Linked DNA regions of Scylla paramamosain: region 2 is linked to region 1. The links are chromatin contacts, called in public Hi-C maps. All regions are on one chromosome and are shown on one strand. The core of a region is the stretch at or near the end of the contact, and the rest is flanking DNA. Distances in the headings are between cores, read along the strand shown. Region 1 holds the start of LOC135100828 (stromal interaction molecule homolog). Region 2 overlaps LOC135100828 (stromal interaction molecule homolog).

Region 1 (4,939 bases), core at 363-2,862:
CTTCATGCAACTTTGGTAATACTATATTTATGTATGAGAAAATCTATGCCTCCTGCTACTACTGGGAATGGGATATTTTGTACATAAATTTGGCATTACTTAACATGAATCCTAATACCACCAGTGACCTACTGTGTTAGTGGAGAAGCGTTTGTGTTTTTTCTTTTTTCTATATGGGCAGACAGTGAGATGTCAGTAAATTACACGCACACACACACTATATTTCCAAATAATAATGTCACTTAATAACGTTCCCCTATTGCAAAGTAATGACAATGGTAATTATGGTAGATACAGTTATCAGACCTGAAGCACGGCGCTGTAAACCTGTGCTACACCTACAGCAGCAACACCATACAGCCATGCAGCCAGGTAAGACATCTCATTATCTAACCATAACACTTCAACACTGTAAACATGTCACCACCACCAAGCATTTACCACACTCACCATTCTGATCCGAGGTTACATGTATATAATAGTGACTGTAGGACGTCTGGGTGCGGTGATGCAGGATGCTGGAGGCAGATCAATGCAGGACATGCAGATAAGGGCCCCTTGCACCCCTCCACACTGCTGCTGGGGTCACCGAGTCCTCGTCTCCTCGCTCCCTGTCTGCTTTACGTAACCCTCAAACACTGCTGCCTTTCACTCCATTGTGGACATAGAAGGAGATAATGCGTCAATTCGTTACGGTATTCATGAAGTACCTGTGACAAACGCCAAATTATCAGAGAGAGAGAGAGAGAGAGAGAGAGAGAGAGAGAGAGAATCTTTAACACTTAAACAAAAGGGATTTTCACCTCATATTCCTTCTACTTGCAAATGTCCTTTCTTCTCTTTCAAGGTTGTTTGTTGTCTATATATGGTCTATGGTTACCTGCTACATTGTGATAAATGTGTCTTTTCTAATAATGATGCTGAACACCGATATTACCCCTCCCTTATAATTTTCTGCTCTCAAACATCAACAAATGATTAAAGATTGTGAAATATCGTGAAAAGTATAAAATATAGAAACTGATATGTGGTATACATGACACTGGCAATGTCAGCTGATGATAATGCTAACACTTCTTTTTCTGTCTGATCAGCAGCCATTAGTGGTGTCATTTATAGTTTCCTTTATTATAAGTTGAAACGCAGTATAATTTTGTACCGCCACTGATTTCACAATCTTTTTTTGTTTTCCGATATGTATGATTTTTTACTATACGGCATAGGGGCACTCAAATACGAAGAAATACCCTTGAAAAAACAAATGTAAATATAGAACTTTATATAAATCGATACAACTGAATTTACCAATTTCATCGATGTAATTAATTTAATTTAAAAAGAAAATAAATGGAATATATTTATTCAAAATGTCTTTACTACTCGAAACTCAATAGCGGTACTTAGCAACTGTTTTTGTTTACCTTCTCGCTGTGTCTGCTAAAATGACCTGGATAAAATATTTTAGGTAGGAAATACATGTAGTACAAAGAAATATAAACATTAATTTCTGAAAATAAAATTGAAATTTATTAGGTTTATTTTTATCAACCAATAATTTGTTTATAGGCATCTCGATAAGTTTAGCAAGAAGAGAACTGTCAGTGTGGCCAATGTTATTGTTCAGTCGCGCGAGAATCACGGTGAGGTGTAGACGTATAGAAGGTTACACGAGTGATACCTGCGACTACCGAGCTGACCTGTACATAAGGCGTAGGGAGGCACATGATGAGTGTTTGGTGAGGAGAAAGAAAGATGATGGAGGTCTACTTAGCGAGTGTGCATGTGTTGCGGGCGTACTACGTGGGTCTGGTGGTGCTGGTGACCACGGCGGGGCTGACCTGTGGCGGCGGCAGTGGTGGCGGCAGCGGCGGCAGGAGCTGGGGCTATGGGGGCAGGATCCACCAGCTGACTGAGGAGGGTAAGGACCGTGTGCTTATCTGGTTTTTAAACATCTGTTTCTATTTTTACAGAGTTGGGTCAAGGTTTTTATGTTTTGCCCGAGTTATGTTATTACGTATGTGTTTTTCTTTTTTCCTTGAATTTATGTATATATTTTTTTGTTCATTCATGCATCTTTCTTTGGTTATGTGTTTAAGTGTGTGTGTGTGTGTGTGTGTGTGTGTGTGTGTGTGTGTGTGTGTGTGTGTGTGTGTGGCAGCAATTTCATAATGCAGTTGCACTGATTCTATTCTTGTATTCTACTCCTGTAATATATTTATCCATGTGTTTTTCCTGCCAGGTACAACTTATATAATGCCATTTATGAGGTAGTTATGATAAAAGTGCAATACATAGCCTCAGTATTGATGAATAAAAAAATAAATAAATAAAACGTGAGTATTCTGGAAATTTCCACAACATCTATGGGCATGATTACTTATAGTTGGGTGTGGGGAGGGGGACTTTGCATGACGCACATGATATTGGTGCATGGCTGTTTCATATGTGAGGAAGTGGGTGCAGGAAACAGTAGAGGCTTCTGGGTCACATGGTGGTCTGTATTTCTAAACTTTTTGTATCCAATCATGACCTTTTTTAAATATGCTATTGGAAGTCATTGGAGTTTTAACAAAGATGCTAGCAGTAAGTTAACAAAGATTACATACCATCTAAGGGGAAAAAGAAGACTCACAAGAAATCAATTAATTACCCTTTTGGCCTTTGAAAACAATGCTAGTGGGAGAATGTTCTTAAGAATACTGGTCAGTGTAACACCATTTACCATATTTAGCTTTTCTCTTCCCAACAAAACATTTATTTGTATCCTAGGAGTGATTATGTATGATTTCATGATAAGTTTGGTTTGCTTTTGCTAGATTAGGTTTATTCATGTGTTTATTTGGTACAGTAGGCAAAGTCAGTCAAGATAAGTGCCAGAATGAACCAAGAAGATATGAATGAGCCAGAACCAGAGAAATAGCCAAGGTACAAAGAAGTCTGCATTCTTTCCCTCTGTATCACACACATTTCCTGCTTTTCATTTATATCCTTCTGCCCTCACACTTACATACCTTTTGTCTTTCCTTTAACCTGACACTCATTCATTTTTACCCATCTCTTATTCCCCTTCCTTTTCACACTCCCTCTTCCCATTCCCTCTAATCCCCTTTGTTACACTTTAACTGTGCTCTTCCATTCTCCCTTGTCAGTAGCTCTCTTTTATAACAGTTAACTTTACTCTTCCCCTCGGATAATGTTTTATATTATTTGTGAGGCAACCTGTACATCCCAACTAAGGACTATTATAGCAAAAAAAAAAAAAAAAAAAAAAAAAAAAAAATAATAATAATAATAATAATAATAAAAATAATAATAATAATAATAAAAAAAAAAAAAAAAAAAAATATATATATATATATATATATATATATATATATATATATATATATATATATATATATATATATATATTAATGTCGAATCTGTGGTGTTGCAACCATCATATCAGAAAGTAATCATCATAGCTGGGTGCAATAATGAAAAAAAATTATCATGATAAATGATAAATCGATAACAATAACCTTATTGGCGATAACCGATAATCAATAACTGGTGATAAATTTATCACCTGATAACCTATAACTGATAAATCAATAAATCCAAAGTTCAGTTATTAGCAATAACGATATTGATATTTTAAATTTTAAAAAAATATATAAATCCATATCTTTATTTTTATCTTTTATCTTAGAAAACTTTTTTAAAAATCTTAGAAAAAAACTTTAAATATAATCTATATCCTGTCTCTTCACCAGTGACAGTTATGGTTTTAAGTAAAATGACTTCATGCTTACGTTCCAGAAAACAAAAATGATAGATTATTGCTAGTTTGGAACCAAAAGTATTGATGATAATGATGAATCAATAACATGGGGAAAATAATTATTGGATAACTGATAACATGATATCATTATTGCGATAATCTATCGTGATAAAGCCCACCTATGGTAATCAGTGAAAGTCTGTAAATATAGTTGCTTTCTGAGATGTAGATATAAATCAGTGGAGAAAATGCATCTCCAAGCTGTCATTTTTGTTTATCTGTTTACTTCCATTACTATGTGAAGTGCAATGAGTGGATGGTTAGAGGTTTTTGAAAGTGATGAAAAATATGAAGCTGAATCAACTGTGAAAATAAGTTGTCACTGTTTACTATGAAAATACAGTAGTACCTAGCTACAATATACATATATACATGCTTTATTACTGAATATTACCATTGATAAATTGTACTTTGCTAGCTTGCTTTTCTCTCTCCATTATAAAGGTGCACAATGAGTTAGTCACCATGACCTTGATTCCTGCTTTAATGAAGAGAACCACCAGAGGGAAGCTTGTGGCTGATGCAGAAACATGTAGTATAGGTAAAAGGTACACTGCTGTGCTGTACAGGAACAGATTGCTCATGCTGCATCATTCTTAACTTGCAAACACAAGAAGCTCTTGATATTACTTTAGGTATTTATTATATATATATATATATATATATATATATATATATATATATATATATATATATATATATATATATATATATATATATATATATATATATATTTATTTATTTATTTATTTATTTATTTATTGACCTACTAATGGATACACTTTTTAATTGTTTTTGCACCAGATGCCAGTTACCATGTGCTGTAATTGCTGACAGTGTCTGATAATTATTTAGGGTGACACATTTGGTTGTGGCCAGCTCAGCCTCATTTGACAGTTGGCACTCATGTCACCTACCTGTTGGTTGTTAATTTTCACTTCATCCCTCAATGGCTTATTAATGAGACAATTCTGTGAGCTCAGGACAAGGCTCTGCTTTACCAAGTCTTGAAATATTTAGTGCTGTGGTAGGAAAAGTTGTTGCTTTATCAGTCACTCATCACCACTGTGTAATTTTTCTTTCAATATTTAGTTCTCTGATCTGCTGACAATCTCT
Region 2 (5,032 bases), core at 1,930-4,429, 74 kb after region 1:
CTGTCAGAGTTATAAGCCCACATAATGTTTTGTGTGATGGCTTTTGTGCGTGGTATTGCACCCAACATTTCTTATCTTTCTCTTTTCTCCCCCTTCCCCTGGAAAGTGTCAAGTACGTCCTGTGTTTGTGTTAGTTGAATATTGGACGTCATATCCGTTACTTGGAATGGATAGATGCATGCTTGATTTATATGTAACTGAGGCACACTATAATCCTTGTGGTCTCATAATTTTCAGTTCTGTGCATAAATGTATTTTTCATAGGACAAATAATTTGGAGAAAGGTGTGCCCCATATACTTTAGAAGATTTTGGAATAAGATTGTAACATTCTTTAATAAAGGTGGTGTAATAGTTTCTAGTTGCTTACAGTGTCTTTGCTGTTTCTCCTGATAGTTTTGAGGCTGATAGCATGTTGTTCCCGTAGAAAACAGACTGTGCTCCTCACAACACACCTTGGCAGGAGACCAGAGGTCAATAACTCAAACTTAGATTGCATTATACTTTTTTTTTTATGATTCATTGCCATTTTGTCTCATTTCCATCAAATCATTAGACTGGACAATGATTTTGTTATTCAGTTTTGTTATTCATCCATATATTGATCCTCTCGTTCTCTGCAAATGATAGTTCAAGAGTTGATCAAGCAAATAAAACATTATTCAGAAGAAAAATCAATCACCAAGCTGCAGAACTGTATTACATATATACAACACAATGTACTAACATCACAGATACTCTCAGTCCTATGTAGCTTGACAAATGTTATTGTCAATTAATGACTGGATTATTTTTCAGACTTGCTGCCAACAATGAGCAATTCTTGACCAAAGTTCTAGGCATCAAAGACCCCAAGCACCGATCCAAGATAACTATCAAAGCCATGGATGTTGTTCTCTTTGGTCCTCCCAAAGGTTAGTATTTGTTTTAATAAGAAGTTGGACTGTGTTTGCAAAGAGTTTGATTTTCATTTTTGCTACCTTGAAGTGTTAAATTTTGAATGGGTTCTTCATATACAAAGTAACTTTTAAAGCCATATTAATTTTGTTCAAGTTTTAAAAGCAGTGTATGATTATAGAGATCATATTGGTTATTATAGTGACAACTTGTATCCACTTGGAATTCATTATCATTCCCAAAATATGGAAAACCCATAATTTTGATTTTATCTATTTTCTAGTCTAAATGATTTTTTTATTTATTTATTTTTTTATACATATATATATAGATTATGTTGCCAGAGTAAAAGCATGGCACGATATTTTCTGACACATGATTGTTTTTTTTTAAATTAACTTATAATTTTGCCACTGTTGATATATTTAGTCTTTACCTTTACTTTCCTTTATATGTTTATAATATTTAATGAAGCTGGTTTGGGATCTGAATGTTTTTTTTTTGTGCTTAACAGTTTTGGTGAATTTTTTTTTTTTTTTACACCAGAGAAGTATAATAACTGAGTTACCAAGACTGGTGCCTAAGCAGTGTACAAGTTTTATGGAAATTATTTAAACATTCAGATTTTTCTTCTTGCATATGGCTGATGTCTTCATGATTCATGGTAAGTATAATTTAAATGACAACTTGTAAATGGAGGGGAATGTACTTGTGCTTGCTTGAGAAGATGTTGAAATTCTCCCAGTTTCCAAATTACAGTTGAAAGAATATATAAAGGCAACAAGAGAAACAGAGGAGGAAGATTCTCTAGTAAAGTGATCACTTCTGATGCTGCACTTGTCTACTGATTGGATGGCAAACCTGGCAGGCATTTTTGGTTTATATAATTGGGCACTGAATTATCATAATTCATATTTAATTTCAGTTGCATAAGAAAATTTTAGTCATAATTACTTCAGAATTGGAAAAAAATTACAGATGAGTTTGACTATACATCACAAGATATATATAGGGAATTTGTTATGACCATTATTCAATCTAACGGATACTGCATATGTTTGGCAGAATTCTGGGCAGTCAACAATAATGAGAAATATTAAATTCTTCAACCTCATTTTGAAATAACTAACTTTTAATGCCATATTACAATGGAAGTGTTCAGAAGATTAAAAATATTTTAATATAATACAAAGGAGAGGGTTCTTTATAAATTGTAATTTTGTTTACAACTTCCCGTCATATATACTCGTATAATTGGCACTTGTAATCATGATCACTAGTGCCATACCACTACATATTAGATGACTTGGGTAAACATGTCTTCAAGCAAGTGTTTCTCCTCTGTATCACTTCTTTCATTTTGAAAACATGTATGGAAATTGGGTGTTTTCAATCAGGCATGTTTGTGAGAAGTGTGTGTTGGATTCATAACAATTGTGTATTATCATTGTATATTTATTTATATGGCTGAAATACACTGGATGCATTTTTATGTGGATTGTACTGCTTCTCAATGTCTTGTTAAAAAGCTTCTCAGAGTGTGTACACTGTTCTTAGGCACTTATGTAGTTTAGCTAAGAAACTTTATTTATAAGATTTTATTATTGTTTTCTCAGATATTATACTTCATATATAAAAATGTCTTTGAATATTAATGTGTGTGTGTGTGTGTGTGTGTGTGTGTGTGTGTGTGCGTGTGTGTGTGTGTGTGTGTTTATACATGAATGTGTGAAACTTTTCTTTATTTCTCTTGATGGCACCCATACTCACTGCTGACATTAACAATGCCAGTGCATGGAACAAGTACAGTGCAACCTCAAAGCAATAATCATGGTGAGGGAACTTGCAAATACTTACAATACTTGAACTATTGTAGTGTGTGATGCTAGACACACTAGTATATTTTGTGTAAGTATGTACAGCACTAGTAGGTACACATAAATATTGATATATTTTTATATAGTACAGTATTACTAGTCATACATTTTGACATAATATGTTGAGATGATAGAAGTACATACAAAGACTGATAGACTGATTTAATGTAGTGTATTGTATGTAGTTCTAGTCATTAAAAAGAATATTTTGTAATTATAGTAAACCCTTGATAAACCGAACGTCATTAAACTGAATTTCTGATAAACTGACCCCTTTGTGCCAACTGAACTTTCCTTGGTAAACTGACCACGTGTTCAGTTTATCAGATGAGTTTGAAAGCTGACCTAACACATCGGTGATGATGTGTCTATCCCTTGGGTATGCCGAACACTGGTGTGGTCCTGGACTGGGCTGACCAAACATAGCTCAGTGTGTGGCTGGTTATCTGGTGTAGTGTGGTGTAGTGTGGTGGTATGTGCATCACTTGGCTTCCTCCCCTTTCATCTCATAGCAACACTTCCCAACACAGCAACACAGTATCCCTTCCTTGTTTGGTGAGTGCAGCACAGTCAGAAATACTTTTATTTGATCTACCTTATTATTTATATTACAGTACATTAATTAAGCACTGTATCACTAAAGATCTACCATAAAAACACGCATGAAAAGAAGCCACTCATTTTAAACACACGTTACTGAATGCTTCACTGTATAAATCGACCCTCAGTTGGCTTATAAGGTGCTATTCCAGCCATCTTATAAACCAAATTTTCTGATAAACCATCAGGCATCTCCCCCCAATTAGTTTGGTTTATCAAGGGTTTACTGTACAGTAATTACACCATTTTATGTCATATCATTTCCTTGCCAAAACAAAATATTTAAGGTTGTATAAGTTTTCAGTGATATATATATATATATATATATATATATATATATATATATATATATATATATATATATATATATATATATATATATATATATATATATATATATATATTGAAAGTTTGTCATATAATATGAAAATGAAACAGTCTGCTATATATTTTGAGGATTAGATATGCCAGTACAGTACAAGCATACTTAGGTGCTGTTGTGTTAGATGATTACAAATATTATTTCCTTTCTTGAGTGTTTTGAGTGGAAATGGTAAATAGGGTGATGGAGTCATAAAATTGACCAGGAAAAATTTAAAAGTGACCAGAGTTGTTTGTAGAGAGGAAAGTGCTGAAGTGATTACATTAAAAGTGGAGGACATAGATATGGAAAAAAAGAATAAATAATTTGTTGTGTACTATGTACCACCAAGAACGAGGTCATGGAGCGGACTTGGTTATGCTAGGATGCTAAATGATACAAGACTCTCACTAAACACAGTACTAGAAGAAGGAAACAGGTCAGTAATTATGGGGGATTTTAACTGTAAGGAGGTATGCTGGGAGGAAATGTCAATGGAAGGGGCCAAGAACTCATGGGGAAATATATCACACTATGACCCGGTGGGTTCAAGACAACACCAGATTTAGAAATGATGAAGAACTGTCAAGACTAGACTTAATATTTATGAGGAGCCGGAGATTGTGGGTGAAATTAAGTATAAACACCTCATTAGACAAACTTATCATATATTGCTGGAACTTGAACTAAAGGATGATATGAACACAAAAAAGAAAGAGAAACAGAGAGAGGAGACTAATATATAGTAAAACAGACTATAGGGGATTCAGAAAGTACTTCCAGGAGACAGATTGGATAACTTTTATATGGAAGAAGCTGGTGTGGAAGAAAATATAAGATACTGATGGAAATTTATAATAAAGGAGTGATAAATATGTACCAATATTAAAACATAGAAAGACAAATATAAAAAGAGTGATTTTAATAGAATGTACAGTGAGGCAAAGGAAGGAAGAGATAGAGCATGGAATATATGGAGAAAAAGAAAAACATCCAAAGAATTGGCAAAAATATACAAATGCAAGAAATGAGTACATACAAATGTGTAGAGAGAAGAGAAACTACAAGAAGAATATAATTGATAAGTGTAAAGACCAGCCAAAACTCTTCTATACATTTATAAATGGAAAACTGAAAAACAAACATGAAATAGAGAAACTGTGTCACCATAATGTAGAGTACAACAAAGACTTGGAAATGGCTCAAGTCATGAATGAGCACTTTCAAGCCGTTTTTACAAGAGAATGGCTGGAATGAAAAAGGTGAACAAACACAAAGATTACCTCCTAAGAGGGAAA

What was found. A called contact is a pair of places that touch in the nucleus more often than the background predicts.
Region 2: a Hi-C map of testis shows a contact between it and region 1, with 4 times the contacts expected there. The contact joins the enhancer-like site here to the promoter of LOC135100828 in region 1. A contact is called at or near these places in 2 of 2 Hi-C or Micro-C datasets (muscle and testis).

What each region holds. Positions count from the first base shown.
Region 1 is chr5:31,088,706-31,093,644 of ASM3559412v1, forward strand. It overlaps LOC135100828 (stromal interaction molecule homolog), which reads left to right and starts at 1,613. Exons shown (of 16, transcript XM_064004238.1): 1 at 1,613-1,918. The coding sequence starts at 1,753. LOC135100830 (corrinoid adenosyltransferase MMAB-like) reads right to left here and starts at 751. Exons shown (of 8, transcript XM_064004245.1): 1 at 451-751. The coding sequence starts at 453.
Region 2 is chr5:31,160,937-31,165,968 of ASM3559412v1, forward strand. LOC135100828 (stromal interaction molecule homolog) reads left to right here. Exons shown (of 16, transcript XM_064004238.1): 6 at 798-913. Among protein-coding and RNA genes, the nearest start is that of LOC135100833, 69 kb to the right of the region's middle. Within about 2 kb of position 3,180, the one cell type or tissue checked has an H3K27ac peak away from gene starts, as active enhancers do.